2 separate regions of the Ovis aries genome follow, and region 1 is linked to region 2. A link is a contact called in public Hi-C data. All regions are on one chromosome and are shown on one strand. Each heading gives the region's core, a stretch centred on a gene start, on an enhancer-like site or on the middle of the called end of the contact. The rest is flanking DNA. Distances are from core to core; before and after follow the strand shown. Region 1 holds the start of ARHGEF16 (Rho guanine nucleotide exchange factor 16). Region 2 holds the start of TPRG1L (tumor protein p63 regulated 1 like).

The links. A called contact is a pair of places that touch in the nucleus more often than the background predicts.
Region 1: a contact with region 2 is called in a Hi-C map of hypothalamus, with 3 times the contacts expected there. The contact joins the promoter of ARHGEF16 here to the promoter of TPRG1L in region 2. A contact is called at or near these places in 3 of 16 Hi-C or Micro-C datasets (hypothalamus, liver and tail adipose tissue).

What each region holds. Positions count from the first base shown.
Region 1 is chr12:48,949,763-48,956,504 of ARS-UI_Ramb_v3.0, reverse strand. ARHGEF16 (Rho guanine nucleotide exchange factor 16) reads left to right here and starts at 3,447. Exons shown (of 15, transcript XM_027975735.2): 1 at 3,447-3,566.
Region 2 is chr12:48,807,235-48,813,827 of ARS-UI_Ramb_v3.0, reverse strand. TPRG1L (tumor protein p63 regulated 1 like) reads left to right here and starts at 4,894. Exons shown (of 5, transcript XM_015099263.4): 1 at 4,894-5,204; 2 at 5,379-5,470; 3 at 5,547-5,723; 4 at 6,550-6,593. The coding sequence starts at 4,995.

The DNA.
Region 1 (6,742 bases), core at 2,198-4,697, 140 kb before region 2:
TAAAATGCCTTACCTCTTTGGAAACCTTAAATAGTCCCTAATTATGAGAGGGGGCCTGGGCTTTGCACTCAGATAAGCCTGAGCTCTCCTCTTGGCCAGGTCACTCACTAGCCAGGTAATAAAGCACAGACACTTGACCTCTGGATGAAATGGGAGACATTGACACCTTAGGGAGTTTCTGTAAGAATTCCAGAAGGTGATACAGGAAGCCTGGTACACAGTAGGCATTTAATAGGAGGTAACAACCACTTGCTACCTTAACAGGAGGCCCAATTGTTAGCTGGGCCACAAGACAGAGTGACCGTGTGCTCCCTGAACTGAGCCTCCTGCTCAGCAAGGCCACCCCTATGGACCAAAGAGGGAGCCAGGCCCTGCCCAGCAGCCCGGCCCCTGCACCGCCCCTGTGTCCATCTGTGGACCCCACCCAGACTGGGCCTCCAGTCAACCAACACAGAAGAGCCTCTGTCCTCAGGCCCACTCACAGCTGCCCCAGTACCCAAGGTCAATGAGACCTTTCCCAGCTGCCCGCAGGCTGGACCAGGCACCCGAGGGGAGGGACACTGCAGTGAGTGGTGGGTCAGCTGGATGCCAGGCCCAGAGAAGAAAGGAGACCTACTGTGCCCTGTCCTCCAGCCCCCACCTTCCCTGCGGCTAGGGAGGTAGGGAGAGAGCGGGCACTGCCCCTTTCGCCCTCAGCACCCAGGATGGTCAAACCAAAAGGCCTCCTGGGGGGCTGCTGGCCTCAGGACACTGCCTCTCTGGGCTGTGGCCCTGCAACTGAGCAAAAGTTTGGAAGACTCGAGCAAGACCTCCTGGAGCACAGGACACCCTGGAGCACAGGACACCCTGGAGCACAGGACACCCTGGAGCCATAGGAAAGGGACTCCGTCAGACAGCAGGCATTGACTTCTTTGTAGGAAATCCCGAGAGCCATGGGGTTGATGATCCCAGAGGTTCGGGAAACCCCTCATTTTGTGAGTGCTGGGCAAGCTGGGCATGCAGCTGACCCACATCTTACTTTCCAGGGGTGACCATCAGTATGCAGGTTCCGCCCCCAGGACGCTGGCACAGAGCTAAGGCCCTGAGCCTGTGACAGCCAGTGGTGTCCCCTCTAAGGTTCTCATGGGGGATGGGGAGGGAGAAAACCCCAGGGCCACACAAGAGCCGCCTTCACAAGGCCTCTTCCTGTCAATTCTCAAGGCTGAAAATGTCCCCAGGCTGGTGAGGCCCAGACATGTGGGGTGAGCTCCGTCTAATCTGTGCTGCCCCGTCTCCTCCTGGCCTGCTGAACGATGCCCTGAGGCCAGGCACAGAGGCACCCCGACACACAGGAGCAGGGTGCAGGCTGCCCTCTATGGGCAGACCACCCCCCCACCCCGGGAAGCCTGCATGCCAGCAGGAAGACAGAAACAGGTTAGCCAAGTAGGATGCTCGTCAGAGGCAGAGACGAGATGAGAGAGGCTGGTCATCTTCCTGGGCCACTGCAATGAATGACCACAAAACAACGGAGACACATCCTCTCCCAGCTCTGTTTGAGATCAAGGTGAGGGCAGTCTCTAGGAGGGGTTCCTTCCCACCTCTTCCAACTTCTCAGCATCCTCGACCCGCAGACACACGACTCCAACCTACGTCTCCATCCACACCGGACCCCTCCCTTCTGTCTGAGTATCCAGTTCTCCTCTTCTTATCAGATTTGGGGCCTAATCAGGTAGGCTCCTGTCTCAATCACACCTGCAAAGACCCATTTTTCACATAGGGGGTACATCAATGCTGCATTCAGCTCTCAGGGCAGGGAACAGCCGGCCTGGAAGCCCGGGGCGGGAAAAAAGCCTGGGCGCCGCTGAAAGGGCCGTCTGCTCTGGGCTGACCCGGCCCCGCACACCCTGGGTCCCAGCCACAGGGTGGGAGAGTTCCAGAGACTCACCCCCACAGGCAGATGAGCAGAGGAAGAGGGCTGTGCGGTCAGCCCCGGGTCCTTCTCCCCACGCCCGTCACAAGACCCTCAAGCTGTTTCTTTCCAGCCATCAGCCCTGGGCATGGATGCTGGGTTATTTCATGTGCCATCATCTAATCTCTGCTTTACAGCAGAGGCCCAGATAGGCAAGCCATCTGATCCTGGTCCCTCGTCCCCAACCACACGCTCAGCCAGCCAGAGGCCAGCCTCAGGTGGGAGGATGAACCATGAAATGACCGAGCCGAGTTCTGAAAGAAGGTTTTAAAGGAAAGCGTCGTGTAGGGGTCAGGAACCCTCCAGGCCTGGCTCTCCCCATCGGCCAAGACCCTCCAGGACTCCTCCAACTGCTCACTTCTGCCTTCTGGGCCTTGTGGTGTAGTACCCAAAATGACCTCTGGAGGGAAGCACGTGCCCAACTTTCCCAAGAGCTGCCTGGAAGCAGTCTGTCCACCCAGGTGGCCGAAGGGCGAAGGACTCTGCCCACAGAGGTAAGCCATTAGCCCTCACCCAACGCACACAGATGGGAGGAAGCCACAGGCAGTCCCTGAGTATGCTGAGAGCGGGCTCTGCTATTGCCGCCCTGGGTTGGTGTGAAGCTGGGGTTTTGGGGTGGTGGGTGACACAGGGCAGGTAGAATGGAGGGGGGGAGGTGTGGCCCCTGCCTGGCAGACAGGCAGGTCAGTTCAAGCTCTGTCCCAGCACACCTGTCCCAGCCTCCCGCACCTCCTGCAGCACCAGGAAGCCAGATTCTTGAAACTCCATCTAAGGGACTGTTGCAGCCTCTGCCCAGGGGACTCACCCTGAACAAGGCCTGGAAAGGTCGGGCTTGGAACCCAGACTGAGCTTCATGCAGGCTAACAAGATCTGACTTTCCAGGCCTCAGTGACCTGATCTGCCAGGTGGGGATGATGCCAATGAATGCCGTGAAGGACAAGGGAGTGCTCTGAACGCTCCAGGGCCGCCCTCTGGCCGCCATTCTGCAAAGAATCCAGAAGGTGGGGTCATTTCTGCAGCAGGGGAGGCCTTGCAAACCTTAGATTCCCCACAGAGCTGGTCGGCTTCCAGGAGGGCTTCCTGGAGGAGGGGGCAGCCCAGCCGGGCCAGTAAGAAGAAATTCAGAGTCGCACTGCGGAACCTGCGTAGCCCTGGCCGCTCCCAAGCAGGCGAAGCCCAGCCCGAGGGAGTGGGCGTGGGGGCTGCGACGTTGGGGGCGGTCCCAGAGCGGCGCTGGCCTCCGGCGGGAGATTCCAGACTGGACTCAGAGGTGCGAACCCGCTCGGCTGCGAGTCACGTGGGCTCCCGCCGGCCAGGTGGGGACAGTGACGCAGGCAGCGCGGCCAGGTACCTGGGGCGCACCCCGCCGGCCCCTCCCACCGCCGGCGCTCGGAGCCGGAGCCGCCGGGCGCGCGCCCCGCCCCACCTGGCCACCCACCTGGCGGGGCCGGAGGGCCGCCTCCCGCTGGGCCGCACAGGAAGTGTGGGGGCGGGGACGGGGAGGGACCGAGCGGCCGGACAGAGCGCCGGGCCGGGAGCTGCTGCCCGCTGGGGCGCGGAGCCCGGAGGCTGTACCGGCTGACGCTCTCGTAGCTCCGTCCTCCGCCCCGCAGCGCAGGTAAGCCTGGGTCCAGGTGAGAGGGGGAAACAAGTGAGCCTGGGAGACAGGTGAGCCGGGGAAGGGACGGGTGAGCGAAGTTGGAGGCAGGGGGTGAGCCTTTGGGAGGGGGCTGGCCCCTTTCCTCTCCTTCGCTTTTCCGGAAAGCCCCGCCCCGGGGGCCGCGACATTTGCGGCTCCCTCCCTCCGCAGTGGCTGCCCAGCGAAGGCAGGGGGAGGGGACCAAGCCTCCCTGGACCTAGAGTCCCTGACCCCACTCCTGGGCTTCAAGCGTCCCAGCTGCCCGCTTCCTTTTCTCCTCTAAGCCCTAGGGGACACTCCTCCCCGTGGAGGGGAACCCTGCAGCCCATTGGGGCATCAGGGCTGAGAGATCCGTAGGAAGCCCCTGGGACCTTTGAAAGCAAGTGGAGGGAGGGAGCAAACGACTCTCCCAACAACTCTGGAGAATCTGTTGCCCAAACCCTCTCTGGTACCAAGTGTAGCAGCCCCAAGAATGAGGACTCCACCCCACCCTGGTGGGCAGATGGAGGGGACCTGCTCATTCTTGTCTAAGGAGGGTGAGCTCAGGCTCCTGGAGCTGTGGGTCCCACTGATCCCAAGACCCCTGTCCTCGCTGCCCAACCTCTGTTTCTGCATCCCGGAAACAAGGATCTGTTTTGAGATTGAGCTGAACCTCAGCTCAACAGGGGCCATGTTGGTGGTGGGGGTAACTCCACATCCGACCTGAGGGTGAACAGTCTGTACCTCTTGGTGTGGGGCCTCAGGGGGTGCTTGTCAGGCCAACCTGTCTACCCTGCACCCCCATTGACTAGTGCTTGGACATAAGGGCTCCAGGTCCAAATCTTAGCTCTGTGTGACCTAAGTTAGTTAAGCCCTCTGGCCTCAGTTTCCTGTCTGTGAAAGGGGAGCAGTTAGGTGCTGACTCAGCCGAAGCTGGCTCCTCTTTTAGTCGCTGCCCTGACGATGCCCATAGGCTGTAGAAGCCAGCATCACATCTTGAGCACTACCCAGGGCTTCCCTGGGTCCTCCCTGGCACTTGCAGGGGGGAGTGGCAAGCTGGCAGAGGCCCCTCCCCTTAACCCCTCTTACCTGAGCACCTAGGAGAGAGGAATGTGTGGGGGACGGAGCATGCCAGTTCCCCAAGGGCTCTGATTCCCCGGGGGCTCAGGGAGGCGGGGGATTGTCTCTGACCCTACACGGAGATTCTCTTCACCTACACGGGAGGAAACCAGGTGCAGAGGTGAGGTGGCGTGACATGGCTTGCCCCTGAGACGCCTGTCTGTGCGTGACCTGTTGGGCATGGCACTCACCACGTCTGGGTCCCGGAATTTTAGTTTCAGTTTCTGAATGGATCTCAGCTGCTTGTCTCCTTTGCCTGTGGCAGTTGCCTTGCCCAAAGCCACTGACCACCTGTATCAGCGTCTTTATTTCCAGGGAGAGTCACTGCTCACCCAGGCGTCCCACTGGGGCAGCGAGGATCTAGGTCAGGACGGGGCCTGGCTCCTCGCCCAGCTCTCCGCTGACCGGCAGCCTGACCCCAGCAGGTCACATTCCCTCTGCACCTGGTTTCCTTGCCTGGCAGAGCAGGGAAATATCCGCCTTCCAGAAGATCAGTGAGGGGCGAGACACTGGGGGTGTGAAGTATTTGGAAGTCACCTGTCTAGGCTGTCCAAGTCAGGGCTCTGATTTCTTATCCGGGGCTCCTCAGAGGAAACAGTGTCTGTGCCAGCCAAGCCTGTCACAGGGACAGGGTTTTCGGGGTGGCTGTATTTAGAGACAGGATGGGAGCCATTGGCCAACTGAGCCAGAAGGGTGGTTTCTGAGGTGTCATAGGTGCACGAGGCCCACCACCCGCTCCCACTGCCAGGCCAAGGGCAGCCAGGAGCATCTTCCAGCCCCCATGGAGGTGGGTGAATCTCCAGTTAGCTGAGGCAAGGTTTCTCTGCCTCATCACTGCAGACAGTTTTTCCAGATGATTCCTTGTCGTGGTGGTCCTGTGCCCTGTAGGGTACTGAGCAGCGTCCCTGGGGCTCTACCTGCAAGAGCCCCCATCTGTCCCAGCTGCCTTTCAGACAGACCTGTGTGCTGTGTGGTTTATGAAGCCCAGTCCTGCCCTGGATTCTGTGTGACTCCCAGTCTCCAGCCTGGCCAGGCAGAATTACCTGAGCACAAGGCCATCATGGTGGGTCAAGTTTATCTGAGCAAAGATGAGGTCATGTGAATGGTGCTGGGGAGGCCGAGTCCTGCCCTCCCCCCCAGGCAGGGTCTCATCAGCCAGACCTAGAGGAAGAGATGCCCCATGGATGGAGGTGCCATGGTGACCTCACCCGAGGAGTGGCAGGTCCCACAGTCGGTGCCGTGTGGATCCTGGTGACTGTGAGAGCTCGGTGATCAGAGCCCCAGGCCAGGCAGGAAGGCTGTGCTTCTTCAGGGCAGCCCACAGGATGGCACAGAGCCTCCTGGGGTCCAGGAAGCCCATCTTTCAGGAAGAACACGGGTGCTGGGCTGCAAGGAGTCAGGACAAGGCCAAGTACAGCTTAGGACTGGACAGGCTGAGTCAGGTCACCTGAGGCTGCCGGAGATGTCTCTACCTCCACCTTTACCGTCCCAGCCCCCTCCTCCCGACCGAGCCCCACGTGCCCCTTACCCAGCTCTGCATGTGCACTGGGGACACAGGGAGGCTGTGAAATAAAAGTACTGGTCGCTCAGTCGTGTCCAGCTCTTTGCAACCACATGGATTATAGCCTGCCGGGCTCCTCTGTCCATGGGATTCCCCAGGCGAGAATACTAGAGTGGGTTGCCATTTCGTTCTCCAGGGGATCTTCCCAATCCAGGTTTCGAACCCAGGTCTCCTGCATCACAGGCAGATTCTTTATAGTCTGAGCCACCAGGGAAGGCCCTTACACACCCACCCCTGTATGTGCGCTGGGGACACTCAGAGGCTGCTTAGTGGCACAGGGGGAAGCTACTGCTGTGGTTCCCAGGATCCAGCTGTGGGGGCCTCCCCAACCCCCACTCTGAGTTGAAGCCAGCAGGGCGTCACCCAGGAGGGGCCACAGGTGGGTCTGGAGCCTCTGATGGTGCTGCCCTGGCGGATTCTGCTTTCCTGAAGCAAAGTACCAAGCGGGCTAGTTCTCTACCCAGCTCACCAGGGCCTCTTCAGGGAGATGGGGTCC
Region 2 (6,593 bases), core at 3,645-6,144:
CCTGTTCTCCATCCCTCCACACTGCTGGTTTCAAAACCAGCCACACGCCAGGGCAGCGAGAGACCGAAGGAAGAGGCAGACGCTCCAGATGGGCTGGGGGCAGGTTGACAAACAGGGGTTGCTCCTGAGGCTTGTCTTGGTCACTGCAGGTCCAGTGGGTCTCCATACCCACCTGCCAGATCATAAAAGTTCACGCAGAAGCCTTCATGGAGCTCAGTCATGTGACTGTGGTCTCACCGGCATCTTGCTGTCTTAAGGCTGCTTCTGAAGATCTTAAGGACAGATGTTCAAGGAGCTTCCTGATGAAGGGAATCCTCACATGCCCAGGTCTGGGGAAGTCATTCTGGCTCATACAGGAGCTAGCTTGAATCTGATGCCAACTAGGACAGCCTGTTTGTGGCAGGCCATATAATTATTTTTTAAATAATTTTAGTTTGACTGTGCTGGGTCTTCACTGCTACCTCGGCTTTTCTCCAGGTGCAGCGAGCAGGGGCTTCTCTCTAGTTGGGTGTGCTGCTTCTCATTGCAGCGGCTTCTCTTGTTGCAGAGCACAGGCTCTAAAGAGTGCGGGCTTCAGTCGTTGCGGTTCCCAGGCTCCAGAGCACAGGCTCAGTAGTCATGGTGCATGGGCTTAGCTGCTCTGTGGCACGTGAGGTCTTCCTGGACCAGGGATCAAACCCGAGTCCCTTGCATTGGCAGGTGGGTTCTTTACCACTGAGCCACCAGGGAATTCCTGTCTGCTTTAATCCCTGGTGGCTCAGATGGTAAAGCGTCTGTCTACAATGCAGGAGACCCGGGTTTAATCCCTGGGTCGGGAAGATCCCCTGGAGAAGGAAATGGCAATCCACTCCAGTACTCTTGCCTGGAAAATCCCATGGACAGAGGAGCCTGGTAGGCTACAGTCCATGGGGTCCGCAAAGAGTCGGACATGAATGAGCGACTTCACTTTCACTTTAATTATTAAAGGGAACATTGACCAGAAGTAAAGACTACCCATGTTAAAAATGAAGATTAAACACCTCCCCTCATGGGACACCAATGCTGGTTACTCCCTCCACAATAAGACTCCCTTCCCAGTTGCCAAGGCCACACTGAAGCCCCTGCGTGCGTGCCAGTCTGTTTTTTGAAACCTTGAAGGAATGTCTCCCTGAATCATTTGATGTTCTCTGTTCTGACAAGACAGAAAACTGTGCTGAAAATCCTGCTTCTCCGGAGCAGTTCCTCTGAGTGATCTGACAGGCAGTCTTCCGGGCTACAGTTTGGCTCTTTTCTGTTCCTATGTTAGATAGCTCAATGATTATTTTCGTCAACACTCCGATTGCCTGGGTCCAGCTTGAGAGTCCACAGTGGTCCCATTCTCTCAATAACCTCCTCCCAGTCACCAGTCCCTATTAGATCTGCTGACGCCTCCCTCAGACCAGAACTAGACTCAAGGTCCCCTCCATTGACCTTGCTGGGAAATTCTCCTACACATCCTGCAGGGGGCGCAAGGAGCAAGCGGCAGGCCCTGACCGCCCTGCCTGGGGCCGCTGGTCACAGAGCAGCCCTGAGGGGAAAGAACAGGCTTGCTCACAGGCGCCAGTTTCTCTGCAATGACGCGGCCCCATGGCAGCATCCCATAGGAGCTAGGACTCGGGGCACATGCACCATGCTGACACCCTGGACGTGGCTTCCCTGTGGATAACAGTCCATCGTCTCTGACCCGTGGGTCACCTGTCTTCCACAGCATCCCTGAAATCTTGGCAGCTTAGCCTGTCAGCTGCCAACTGACCCCTCACGGGCCTTGGCAAATACTCACTTATAGGAGCTCGTCCTCCCTTTTCCCCTTGTCTTCGGCCACAGCTGCCCAGCAAATCCCAGTCCAGCTACTGGCTTCTCCCACTCCCACCAGCTGCTGGGTGGAAGGCTCCACTGAGAACCTGCCTGAGGACTCCCGGCAGGCAGCCTGGTGGTCCCTATGCCCACCTGAAGCAACTCCTCTCTCGCCACTGAAGAAAGCAGATGTCCCAGAACCGCTCCATGCCCCTCCCCCACTGCATCAGCACCCCACCACTTGTCCACCCTCAGCTCTCTCCATCTATCCCTGAGCAGGTGCAGCCCTCCTACTCTAGCTAGACCCAGACCCCTGGGCTCTAGGTTCCGCCCAGCACACTGCTGCTGCCTGCCAGCATCACTGCTGTCCCCTCTTACCTCCCCTCTCCTCACCTTCAGCCTCATCCTTTAAACCACGGCCCCTTCTCATCCCTCCTTCCTTGGCTGAGTCGACCCTGATCAAGGTCATTGTAAAGTGATGCCATCAGCACTCGACCATGTCTCCCTGGTCATTGTGTCTGAGGGTGCGTGAGCATACATGGACTCCTGGTGAATCCAGTGGAGGACGGGTCTCCTCTGCCTGTTCTCATGTGCCACCAGTGCGGGGGCGGGGACACAGGCCCTGCACTCCAGGGCTCTGTGTGACCTTCGCAAAGTGATAGCCTCTCTGGGACTGTTTTCTCCTCGGTTGAATGGGACGTGCACGTGTGGGCGGAGCAAAGACGATATCTGCAGCACAGGAGGCCCCCAGCCGTGGCTCAGCGAACAGCATGAACATGCTTAGCACTGAGCTGGCTCCAGGTCTGGCAGGGCACTGAGTCCCAGGTCCTCACTCACAGACTTCTCCCAACAGCCACAGGAAGCGGGAACTGTCATTATCTCCGCTCAGTTAAAAAAAGGAGACTGAGGCAGACAGGGCTTGAGGGAGCCGGGATCCAAGTTCCTATGAGGCCACTTGCCCAGCTGCCATTGCTGAGCCCCCGTACTGAGGGGACTCAGGAGAGGCGCCAGCAGGTCTCCTAAGCCTAACAGCTCAGGCTGACCCTCTGGGGCCTGATTCAGGCCCACCCTGCAGGGACCAGCATAACAGACTCAGCTGGAGGCTCTGGCTGCCAGAGAAAGCAGCTACCTCCCACTGGGTATGACACGGCCCCTGGTCCCCCAGGGGCAGCAGTGGCTGTCCCTATACCATCTCAGCAGGCTGGCGGGGCTAGAAGCCCTTTCCTGTCTCTGTACACTCAGCCCTCTCTGAACCCTTGGTCTTCCCAGGAAGTGAAGTACCAAAGCTGTTAATAATTCAGCATCTGTGATATTTTCATCCCTCCTGTTTCTGTGGATGACGATGTCCAGGTAGAGTGGTGAGGGGCTGCCAAGGACCTGCTGTGTGTACAGCTCGGCGACTCCCCTTAACCTCCAGAGACGCCCTGAGAAGGCAGGCCAGCCGCCCCGGAATCCTCCACGAAAGCCCAGGAGTGCACCTGAGTCTGCAGAGGCAGGAGAGCCATGGCCGACCAGCTATGCCAGCTATGCAGCCCCAGGGCTCCTGAGCGGCACTCTCCACTTCTCCAGCTGCAGCACATGTACAAGAGAGGGGTTACCTCCCCGGGCTCTTGTGAAATTCAAAGGATTGTGAATTGGGGGGTTATAAACCCCAAAGCGCAGTCATATGCCAAGGGCTGGTTTCTTGAAATTTCCTAATAGGATATGCGCATGTGCACACGAGCACACACACACACACACACACACACACACACACAGAGGATGACCTAACAAACACAAGTGAATTATACACAGGACACACGCACAGTAGGTGACTGGATGACACCGCAAAGAACTAGCAGTGAATGTAGTTAATGGCAGCGCCTCCTTGGGAGGGGGCGCTAAACCCCGATATCAGAGGATGGACACAGCAGGACTGAGGCAAGAAGCCTTTGGGGGTGGGGGGAGTAGCTGGAACTGTGACTACAGGCAGTGGAAGGACAAAATGACCAACCAGGTCAGGATCACAGGAGCTGCTGTAAACTGTCAAGGCTGCAGCCCTTGGGTTTCCAAGACTAAGGGGCAAGGTGGATGTAGATGAGGTTGCCTTGGCGCTTGTAGGCGCCAAGACCGGGGAGCTGAGGTACCTGGCAGGGACTGCGGATGCCCAGGGTGCCGCTAGCCGCAGGCAAGATCAATCAGGGCAAGAACACATCTAACTCTCGGGAGGACAAGCGCAGAGCGACAGCAATGAACCCTGGTTCGGCCCTAAATGGAGTGACGACGCCCGGTGCCTCCACATTGTTCCCTTCCGTGGTGCAGGGTCGGAGCTCTGCTTCCCAGGCCGCCGGGAGCACGCCTGCATTTAACACAGAGCTGGGGGCCATGTCCACGCTGCCGCATCCCTGAACCCGCGGTCAGAAAGACGGAGGCGCTCAGGAAGGGGCTCTGCTCCGCCGGCCTCCTCTCCTTCAGTCCCCGAAGCCCGCGCTCCCCCTGCTGTGCAATGCGGACCCCTGAGAGGGGCAGAACTAATCCAGGGGATGGTCACCACGGGCGGGGGCGCGTCCAGGCGGCAGTCACCCCGGGCAGGAGGTGTGACCAGGGAAGCGGTCTTCCCCATCAGGGGTCCGCATCCAGGGGGCGGTCGTCCAGGGCGTAAGGCGCGTCCAGAGAAGTTATCAGCTCTAGCGGGGGGCGCGTCCAGGGGCCGTCACTCTGGGCAAGGACCGGAGTCCCTCCCCGGAGGTCCGCTGCACTTCAGTCGAACATGAATAGAGAAGCGTCGACCGGGTGCGGTAAGGACCTGACTACCCTCTCCTCGCCGGCCCCCCGCGTCGCCTTGGCAACCGGCCTAGGCCCCCGCCCTTTCCCGGTAGCGTAAACAGGAAGTGGGCGTGAGCGCGGGGTGCGCTTCCGGCGCAGTGAGGGGCGGGAGCGATTGTGAACGGCGACCAGCAGGACCAATCGTGGAAGAAATCTGAGGGAAGAGCCAATCGTCAGTCCCGGAGCGGGCGGGAGGGACTCGAGACTGAGGCGGGACTGGCGAAGCGGAGCCAATCGCGGCGGGCCGCGGTGCGGAGCGGGCCCTGGGGCGGGGCCGAGGGTCTGGCGTAGGTGGAGGTGGAGGCGGCAGCAGCGGCGGCGGCTGCTATTGCGGCCGCGTCGGGCCGGTCCGGGTTCGCTCGGCTGCGGGCGCGGTGATGCTGCAGCTGCGGGACTCGGTGGACTCGGCGGGCACGAGCCCCACGGCGCTGCTGGCCGCCGGCGAGGAGGTCGGGCCGGGTAGTGGCGGCGGCGGCGGTGGCGGGGGGCGTCCGGGGGCGGGCACGCCGCTGCGACAGACGCTGTGGCCGCTCAGCGTCCACGACCCCACGCGCCGCGCCCGCGTCAAGGAGTATTTCGTGTTCCGGGTGAGGCTGGGGGTGGGGGCGGGGGCGGGAGAACGCGTGGGCCTGTGGGGCCGGGGGCGGGGCGGGGCGGGCGAGCGGGCGTGAGCCTGTGGGGCCGGGGGCGGGGCGGGGCGGGGCAGGCGGGCGGGCGGGACCTGTGGCGACCTCCGCCCCGGCTCCGCCCGCTCCGCGCAGCCCGGCACCATCGAGCAGGCGGTGGAGGAGATCCGCGTAGTGGTCCGGCCCGTGGAGGACGGAGACATCCAGGGGGTGTGGCTGCTGACCGAGTAAGGGGGCGCGCCCTGGGGAGGGGCCCGGGCACTTGTGCGCGCCGCAGGGCCGAGTGACCGCTGCCGCCCGTAGGGTTGATCACTGGAACAACGAAAAGGAGCGGCTGGTGCTCATCACCGACCAGGCGCTCCTCATCTGCAAATACGACTTCATCAGCCTGCAGTGCCAGCAGGTGGTCAGGGTCGCCTTAAACGCGGTGGATACCATCTCCTACGGAGAATTCCAATTTCCCCCGAAGTCGCTCAACAAGTAAGTCTTCAAACAACCCTTCCAAAACCAGCCCCCAGTGGACGTCTTGCTTTAATATCAGTAGAGTTTAGAATAGACCCGGGTGACTTCTGCTCAGCAGGGTGCATTAAAAGGCATTTTGGCTCAAGAGACAGCTATTAGGCTGGTAGTAAATGAATTCAGGGTACGTTAACATAGGCCTGACACAGGTATTTTTCAGATAAGAGTGAACTCAGCACTTTATCCCTGCCAAGAAAGGATTGGCAGCTGTCATGTCAAACCCTGTTGTGGTTAATTTTTAAAAGAAAAAGGTAGCACATCGCTTTGGTTTATAGATATTATTGAAGATTAAATTTGGAATGTTTAATGGCCAACTTTCAAGAGCTGATCTTCAACTGTTAGGGAGCTTTCTGAATTATGAGAAACCTAGACATGAATATACTCAGTTGAATTAAACGGTAAATTTTAGGGTTTTGATGTGGAGATTTGGGTAGGAAATTCAGGAAGATAAGTTCAAAATTCTAAACAACAATAAAATATTCTGGAAAAAAGGATTTGAAGTTGGAAAAGTATTATTTGTTTAGTTAGAGCACTACATGTTAAAGTTTATTAACCGTGTAAAGATTAGCTTAACTAAGTGTACTCAGTTTGTCCTGTCTTAAAGTGCTAAGAGCTGTGATTATTAGACATTACATTCCTGTCCAGACCCATGGCTATTGTGAAATGGCCATCATCAGTCTCGTCTTCACTGGTGGGACCGCTTTTTGTTCCCACACCCAGCACCAAGCAGGTGCTCTGGGGCACAGGCCTGCCTGTGAAGTCTGGTCCCTGTCTTCTGACCCTGCAGGCGAGAAGGCTTTGGTATTCGCATCCAGTGGGACAAGCAGAGCC